Linked DNA regions of Mus musculus: all the other regions are linked to region 3. The links are chromatin contacts, called in public promoter capture Hi-C maps. All regions are on one chromosome and are shown on one strand. The core of a region is the stretch at or near the end of the contact, and the rest is flanking DNA. Distances in the headings are between cores, read along the strand shown. Region 1 holds the start of Gda (guanine deaminase). Region 2 holds the start of Zfand5 (zinc finger, AN1-type domain 5). Region 3 holds the start of C330002G04Rik (a long non-coding RNA gene).

Evidence for each region. Promoter capture Hi-C pulls out the DNA fragments that hold promoters and counts their contacts.
Region 1: a contact with region 3 is called in a promoter capture Hi-C map of pre-B cells, with 2.9 times the contacts expected there. A contact is called at or near these places in 3 of 39 promoter capture datasets (liver and pre-B cells).
Region 2: a promoter capture Hi-C map of liver shows a contact between it and region 3, with 2.5 times the contacts expected there.

The regions. Positions count from the first base shown.
Region 1 is chr19:21,471,388-21,474,087 of GRCm38.p6, forward strand. It overlaps Gda (guanine deaminase), which reads right to left and starts at 1,274. Exons shown (of 14, transcript NM_010266.2): 1 at 981-1,274. The coding sequence starts at 1,103.
Region 2 is chr19:21,271,001-21,273,814 of GRCm38.p6, forward strand. Zfand5 (zinc finger, AN1-type domain 5) reads left to right here and starts at 1,278. Exons shown (of 6, transcript NM_009551.5): 1 at 1,278-1,742. LOC115489044 (atherin-like) reads left to right here and starts at 458. Exons shown (of 2, transcript XM_030251153.1): 1 at 458-490; 2 at 775-1,742. The coding sequence starts at 458. The coding sequence ends at 1,467.
Region 3 is chr19:23,074,606-23,077,358 of GRCm38.p6, forward strand. It overlaps C330002G04Rik (a long non-coding RNA gene), which reads right to left and starts at 1,300. Exons shown (of 8, transcript XR_001782629.2): 1 at 1,152-1,300.

The DNA.
Region 1 (2,700 bases), core at 24-2,523, 1.6 Mb before region 3:
GAGGACCTGGATTCAGTTCCTGGAATCCATGGGGATTAAGGAGAGAACCAACAAAGAGAACACGTTGCTCTCTGACCACACATGCTACTTTGAGTATGTACACACACACACACATTTTTAAAAATCTTTAAGAATATCAGGTTTGGTTACTCCCAAATCTAAGTCATAATTCAGCATGGTCAATGACAGCATCTTCAACTTGGCAGACCACAGACTGGTATACTTTGAGAAACAATTAAAAATCCCATTCTGCCCCCAAAATGAAATGACTTCACTTATCAAACTGGCCAGGATGTTACTAATGTACACTGTCACCATCTGGGTGGACAAAGAAGTGCCAGGTATCAAAGGACACTTGTGGAAATCTAATTGTAGGGGGAGGGTATAAAAGCTATAATCATAGAAGGCATTTTGAACCTTAAAATGAAACCGTTTGTTTTGATTCAAATGGCTGTGTTGTGTGTGTGTGTGTGTGTGTGTGTGTGAGAGAGAGAGAGAGAGAGAGAGAGAGAGAGAGAGAGACAGAGAGACAGAGAAGACAGAGACAGAGACAGATTTTCCAGTTCTGTCCCTTCCAAGATTAAACTTGTGTAACATGTAGTGTTAATGCATTGTTTGATGAAAGAGCCTGCGAATGAGACCAGATGTTTTTGCTTATTCTACCTGATAAATTCAGCAGACAACACTAATCAACTGATCCCCACGCCACCCTGGTCAGCTCTGTCTCAAGAAATTCAACCACCTTTTCTAGGGATGCCTACAGTGCGGTGCGAGTACTGTTCCAGGCTTCTGGGATGTCATTCCGCCCTAGCCAGGTTACAAACCTAGTGATCAGTCAGTCTGCCTTCTCTAGAAGCCAAACGCTAAAGTTCAACTCTGGAGCCACCGTGCTCGCTCTACAGGAGCGAACCCTGAACGCGCAGTGCCTCGCCAGGGTCCCTCCACCTGTCCGCGGTGCGCGGGACCCGGTGCCCACTCACTTTGCCGCTGTCGCTCACGCCGAGGAGGTGATCGCGAAGCACCTCCATGGGGCAGGTCCAGGTGGAGTGGACGAAAGTCCCTCGGAAGACGAGCGCCAGCGGCGGCGTCCGAGCCGCACACATGGCTGCAGCAGGGCAGCGCGAGTTCACTGGCCAAGGAGGGCGCACCGGGCGGGCGCAGAGCGGTTCCTGCGGCTGCGGAGCGGGAGCTGCTGGCTCTTGGGGCTCGTTCTGCCCCCGCTTCCCCAGGCGATCGCCTGCCCCCTGCAGGCCGCGCCCAGGGGCTGGCTCCCTGCCTCCTGGATGCCAATAGGATTTTTCTCCTCTGAGTTGGCTCCAGCTCCCTTGGGGTGTGGCTTTCCTCCCCACCCCTGCGTTGGTTTTGGATGTGTTAACTCCTTGAGTTATCGAAATCAAGCCACTCTGACTTGCTTTCGTTGTGCACCTACACTGTCTTCTCTGAGCCTTCTATACTCCTAGGACCGTTCATCCCCTCAACTTGAGCACCAGAATTCTGAACTTGCATAAACGTGGTGACAGGTGAAAGGTCACTTTGAGCTGTACACCTTGTGGCCAGTTTCCTTTCCTGAGATTGAAGGATGCATACTATGTGTTCATTGTTTGCTGGGGTTCTGGAAGCTTGACTTATGTGGAACTTTACAGGGATCTCCAGCACCAAGGGTTAATCTAGATCTCAAAGTCCCTCTCTTCCACCGAGGTCAATATTTTAGTCCTTTTGCCCATCCACATACAATACCACGACTAACTTGTCTTGTGTCTGAGGAAACTAATTTTATTTATTCAGTTGTAAAAGAGGAGAAAATGAAGTTCCCAGCAGCTGAAGTACAAGGGTAGAAATCTAAAGACCACCTGCAAGCTACCAAACAGTCTGAGGTCTTCCATTCCTTTCATGAAATCAGAACCTGGGCCAAGTCACTACAAAACCTGTCCAGGTTCCCTCCCCCCACAACAGCCTCCAGCTCCTCGAGTTAGGTCCTGCAGGCAGGACTTTCTGGTTACCTTCAAAGTGTGGATCCCAGGTTTCCTCTGCTGCTCCCCACAGCAATGGGCTTGCTCTGAATCTAAATGGGGCAGCCTCTCTTCATTGCTTTGCCTTAAGTTGTAACTCCATGCAGTAACTGCCCCTGCCCAAGAGCTAACTTCCCCCTATCCAGAAGTTCCCGTCCCAGGAATCCATCCTTTTCCTTCACTGGTCATATCCATCCTTAAGAGTGTCATTTTCTCCCATATGTTTATTACCATTTCTTTTTAATGTTAATATTTTATTCCTTTGATCATTTTTTACAATGTATTTTGATCATATTTACTCACTACCCCCACTCTTCCTACTAAATTCCCTCCAGATTGTGTCTTCTATATGCAGGAAAACTGCACCATGTGATCTCAATAACATAGTAGCCTACACGAGGCTACACCTGAGCACTAACATTAGCTGACAATCAAGCTTGGTATCGGGAAATCCCACAAGACCTCTCCAGATGAAGTGCTACAGGCAATTAATGAGGGCTGAGAAGGCGAGTCAGTCTTTGTCAGGGATGAGCCCTGTAATTAGATATCTAGTACCGAATGGTCACATCTATAAACATATCCTTATGAACAATACCAAATGGACTTAAGTTGCATTTACATTTTTATGTATGTTTACAGGTAGTACATTGTGAGAATTTAAAGACGTAGATTGTCAGCAATGACTACCACC
Region 2 (2,814 bases), core at 28-2,527, 1.8 Mb before region 3:
TCAGGCAAGAGCATCCTTCATCATGACTGCCTTACCCTGACAAATGGACAGGGAGGGCATTTTTCTCAGTAAACTGCTGTGATAAATAAGGAGACCCTAAATGAAAAATAGATGACACTGAAATGGCTGGTAAATGGTAGCAGTTAGTTTTATTATTTACTAGTTTACAGAAATAAATCCCAAAGATCCTAGGACAAATGACCCAAACTAAGTCTGAAATACATTACTTGACCATAGCAATATAACCCCGAAATAGGTTTTTAAAATGTATTATGTACCGGTTAGTCCACTTGCTGTGCAGGGAGCAGTTAGATTTGGAGCATCAGGGCAGCACCCCTCCCCCACACTACTTCCACAATATCACAAATACAAAATCTAGAAATGAGGTTCGTGTGTCCCAGTCAAGGCCAACCCTAGGGTACCTTAGAGATAGGCCTAGGGTTTTTAAATACCCGAAATGAAGGACCCTAAGTGCATAAATGCCGTTAAGGTAGCCCTTCAAGGCCTACGGTTCTTAAATACCCGAAGTGAAGGACCCTAAGTGCATATTTGTAGCTAAGGTAGTAGCCCTTATGGATTTCGGCAGAGACATTTTGTGACCAGAACCCACGGAGAGACCAGCAGAAAGCTTCTTCTGTTCGTGCTCTGGGCAGGTACCCAGCACCTTGCCCTTGCCTGGGGTCCGGCTTGTTTGTCCCTCTTGCTCCATCTCATCAGGCTTGTCAGGGTTCTCCGTGCTTCACTGGAATAGTAAATTTCCAGGGGTTTCTATAGGCTGGCTTAACAGTTCAGAACGGCGGCGCGGGGCTGGGGCTGGTGGGCGGTCCTAGCTCAGAGCTGGCAGCGCACCGCGACCTTGGGCGGTGGCAGGCGGAGCTGCGGCGACACCCGGAACCCTGCCAGCCTCCTCCGGGCCGTGCCTTCCCGTCCCGCGGGGAGGGGACCCCGGCGGAGCTGGGGACGAAGCGTGAGAAACTGGGCTGGTGTGGGTGGCTGAGGGCGGACAATAGGGTTAAAAATAGAAGCGCTGCCTCCGTGGACCCGCCGCAGCAGCTCCACCCAGGGCCCCGCGGGCCGGAGGGTGACTGGGCGACGGTGACCGCAGCCTCCGGACTCGCCCCGCCCCCAAGTGCGGCCCCGCCCCCGGCTAGTGCCTGCAGGTCAGGGGCGGGGCCTCGTCCCGCGACGTCATCGCGCCGCGGGCGTGCCGACCGGGTTTTCGCTGACGCACAGGCCCCGCCCCCGCCGCCCTTTCCCTCAGATCCCGAGCGCCGGTCAGAGCCAGAGCGTCAGTCGTCGGGATCGCTGAGCGGTGTGCATCTGGTCAGGCGTCCGCTCGCTGCCCGGAGTCGCGCAGAGTCTCTGGCGAACGCGGAAGCCCGAAGAGCGCAGTCCTCGGGCCCCGTCGGCGCTCAGGCCTCTCCGCGCGCCTCCTCACTCGGCCGGGACGTCGCTGTGGAGGCGTGAGGTGCCGGCGGCCGGGCGCCTGGAGCGGCGCTAGCCCCGCGGCCTGCGGTTCTTCTCCTCCCCCGCCGCCCTCCCACCCGAGCTGCGGCGGGGCTCGGCCGCCTCGGCGCTTCTGCACGAACAAAGGAGGCCTCCGCGGCGCCAGCGCAGCTCCGCCTGCGCTCCGCTCCGCTCCGGCCCGCGGCGGCCGCTAGCCAGCCCTTCCCGGAGGCCTCAGCCCGGCCCACCGCCCGGCGTCGCGCGCCAGCTCGCTAGTGCATCCGGGCCCCCGCAGGGTAAGTGGCGCGAGCCGGGACGGCGCGGGGGCGGGAGCACGCCCGATCGGCGAGCACAAAGACGGGCCCGGCCGGGCCAGCGGGCTGGACGGGACAATGCCCGGCGTGCCGCGGCGCCGGGTGCCGGCCGGCCGACCGACCGACAGGATAGACAATGGCAGAGGCGGCTACTGCCGCGCCTGGCTCCCTGCACAGCCGAGTTGTTCCGGCGAGGGACCGTCGAGTGCATGACTCAGTGGTTTTTGGAGCAGGCCCTACCGGGCTTCCCGGAGCGCGGCCTGCGCTGCGAGGGGGGTGGGGGGCCTCTGGGTCCCGAACTCGGTCGAAATCGCTGGAACCGGGACTGACGGCTCTTCTCCCGGAGGGTTTTTAGTTTTTTCCAATGCGGTTAAGCTTCTCCCTCAAAATCCTTTGCATGGAAGCAAGTCGAGCGCCTCTCCCTTTGTTTCTTTCCTACGTGAACATTTGTGAAGTTGACATTTTGCTTGCTTTCCGTGCACTCCGTGTAGTTGTATTCTGAGGGAAGGTATTATAAGCTAACTGTCGATTGGAGCTGCCTAAGAATATTACCTGAGATAATTAGAAGAAAATAATATATAGGTCAGAGCCTCCTTTCTTAAAATCGGTATTTAGTAATCAAGGGAATAGTAAGATAGTAATTAATTTTATCTTATTTTGATTTTTTTAGGTGAGATTTCATTATTCAACTGCTGAAAATATTTCACTTTTACATTTCAAGTTTGTTTTTGAAGTGTCTCGCCCCAAAATAAGGGATTTCTTTTAGTTGTTCTAAATTGTTTTGTGGCTGGAACCGGTATTAAGTATGGAAAGAAGCTCTTAGAAAAAAAAAACTATTTGACTGTTTGGCAGAGGTGTCTGAAATCTGGAGACTAAGGACTTGCACAAGGTCAGGCTTAGTAGCACATTAGAGTTTAGAGTTCGGGTCTGACCTCGAGGTTAGGGAGTGATCTTGCCATTTTGAACCATTGCCATTTTGAACCATGGTATGCACCTGAAACAGCTATTCCATACTTTAAAAGAAAACTTCATTCATTTCAGATTTTGAGTTGGA
Region 3 (2,753 bases), core at 50-2,549:
AAAAAAAAAAAAAAGAAGAAGAAGAAGAAGAAGAAGAAGAAGAAGCACATTTGAGGCCTGCCACTGGTCACGTGGGTGAAATCTGAAGTCCACAGTCTCCCAGTTTGAGCCTCCAGTTTGAGCCTCCAGTTAATGATATCTTCAGACTACACCTTGATCGAAGCTTTATGAGACATGTCACGTGACCAGATCTCACTAAGTCACACCCAGGTCTCGATGTTCACTGATGGTTGGCGGAAGTAATTTTTGTTCCCTATAGTATGAGAGGGTACATGAGACTGGTTGCTCACACTAGTGTGAGTCAGGAATCTGGGAGCAATGAAGGCTTATCTCTCTTTCCTCCTTTCTCTTTTCATTCCTTCTGAGCCTCTACCCATGAGATGATGCCACCCACTTAAGGGAGGGCCTCCCCTCCTAGGTTAGTTGTCTTTGAAAATGACCCCCATAGAAAAAACTAAATATGTGCCTCACTAATGCGCTATGTACGACTAAATCCAATCAAGTGGACAAAAATTAACCAGCACAAGTTCACCTTTGAACCAGCAGTGATCACACATGCCTTTAATCCCATTACAGAGGCAGGCGAATCACTTGAGAGATGAGTTTGAGGCCAGTCTGGTCTACAAAACAGGTTCCAGGGCTACATAATGAGACCCTGTCTCAAAAATACATACATACTTATGTAGGGATGGTGCTGATGCTAAGGTCCTGTTCTCCAATTGGTTGTTGATCCATCAATAAAGATGCTAGCGGCCAGTGAGCTGGGTGAAATAGGCGGGACTTCCGGGTCCCCGCAGGCAAAGTAGCAGACACAGGAGAACTAGGAGGGGGTGGAATGGGGTAAAAGAAGGAGGCTAGTGGCTGCAGGAGATAAAGCCGACCAGCCAAGAGGGTTTTCCATTAGAGTGGCCAAGGAAACAGAGCCATTCAAATTATGTAGCTCCATGTGCATCCCGCATCAAAATTCTCAGGGGCATCATAGAGACTCTAACAGCCATTGTGGCCCCCCACTCAAGCTCTGAAGCCTCTCTTCGGAGCCTGTTCCCTCCGTAGCTGCAGTTTTCAGCAAATGCCCCATGTTTCTGACATCTCCAACAGCCTGGGGTCTCCCCTGTATCTTAGACTTCATCTTTATAGTTTTAAGCACTAACCTTTCAGGGCCTCGATGTAGGGAATCCAACCCAGCCATACATTGCCTGGCTTTGGCAGCTTTCCATGCAAGCCTCCTTCGGCAAGCCTCCATGCGCCCCTCATTCTTGAATCCTGTGTTCTTGAAGAATCAACAACACTTGGATGAATCAAAGTTCTGCCCTCAGTTTGAGCTGTAACCTGGGTCACGTGGGTCACAGCTGTTGGGCCTGGGGGGGTATCCATTCAAGAATTAACCAGAGAAACCATCCCCCTAAGCAGCTACATTCCAGGAGGCTTTGCTAAAGCTCTATCTTTCCAGGAACACTCCTTTCAAATGAATCTGCATTACACTTAGCGGCTCCCCGTGGGTGGGCCCTTACCCTCAAGGCCTGCTTCCTAGAGTCCCAGAGTGTCTCTTCTATTTAATGGCACTTATCTCTTTAACCATCACAGACACTTTCTCTGCATCTGCCTTGTTCTTTTTTTTTTTTTTTTTTAAGATTTATTTATTATATCTAAGTACACTGTAGCTATCTTCAGACACTCCAGAAGAGGGTATCAGATCTCATTACAGATGGTTGTGAGCCACCATGTGGTTGCTGGGATTTGAACTCCAGACCTTCAGAAGAGCAGTCGGATGCTCTTACCCACTGAGCCATCTCACCAGCCCCATCTGCCTTGTTCTTAACGTTAAACTCACCCTTACGTTGCAGGACATTTATTTGTTCTTTCTTCATTTACTGCTCTCTCAATAAACCTGGATCTGTATGTGAGTCACAGTCGTGACATTCCATTACTGGTCTTAAGATTTCCTTCAAATGACTTAGTTTTGTTTGTTTGTTTGTTTTTGTTTTTGAATTAGCCTCAATCAGGTTCTAGGACATGGAAGGATGCAGACACAGTCTTTTCTTTCTTCCTTTCTCTCTCTCTCTCTCTCACTTTCTCTCTCTCTATCTATTCTATGTACATTGTGGTTCTCCTCGAACACACCAGAGGAGGGCATCTGATCCTATTACAGATGTCTTTGAGCCACCAAGGGGTTACTGGGAATTGAACTCAGGACCTCTGGAAGAAGAGCCAGTGCTCTTAACTGCTGAGCCATCTCTCCAGCCCTACAGACAGATTCTTGGCCAGAATGTAACGTGAATGGCTTTTAGTCCGGTTTCTAGTAGAGTCCTTGCTCTGTCCTTCTGAAATCTCTTGTCTGCATCTCCACTGGCAGTTTTGTATTCCAGATGCCCAACCCAAAATGTTCCATTATGTTTTTCTTACAGTGTTCTGGGTCTTCATTCACCTGCAACTCCAAGTTCATCCACCATCAGCCATGAGCCATACGGTCAGGCATCCACAGTGTTAACCATACTCTTGCTTCTCCGTTTTCTGTACCCCGTTTTATTTTTTATTTTTTTCTGTTGCTGTGACAAAACATTTGATAGAAAGCAACTTAAGAAAGGAGCGGTTTAGTTTTGCTTCCAGATTGAAAGATGATATTCCAAAATGGTGAAGAGGGCACAGAGAGAGAAGATTAAAGCTGCTTACTTACATCTGGGCAGACCAGAAAGCAGACAGACACAGAGTGATGGCGTTCATAGGATTTTTGTCCTCTGAACTTTAGGGTTATT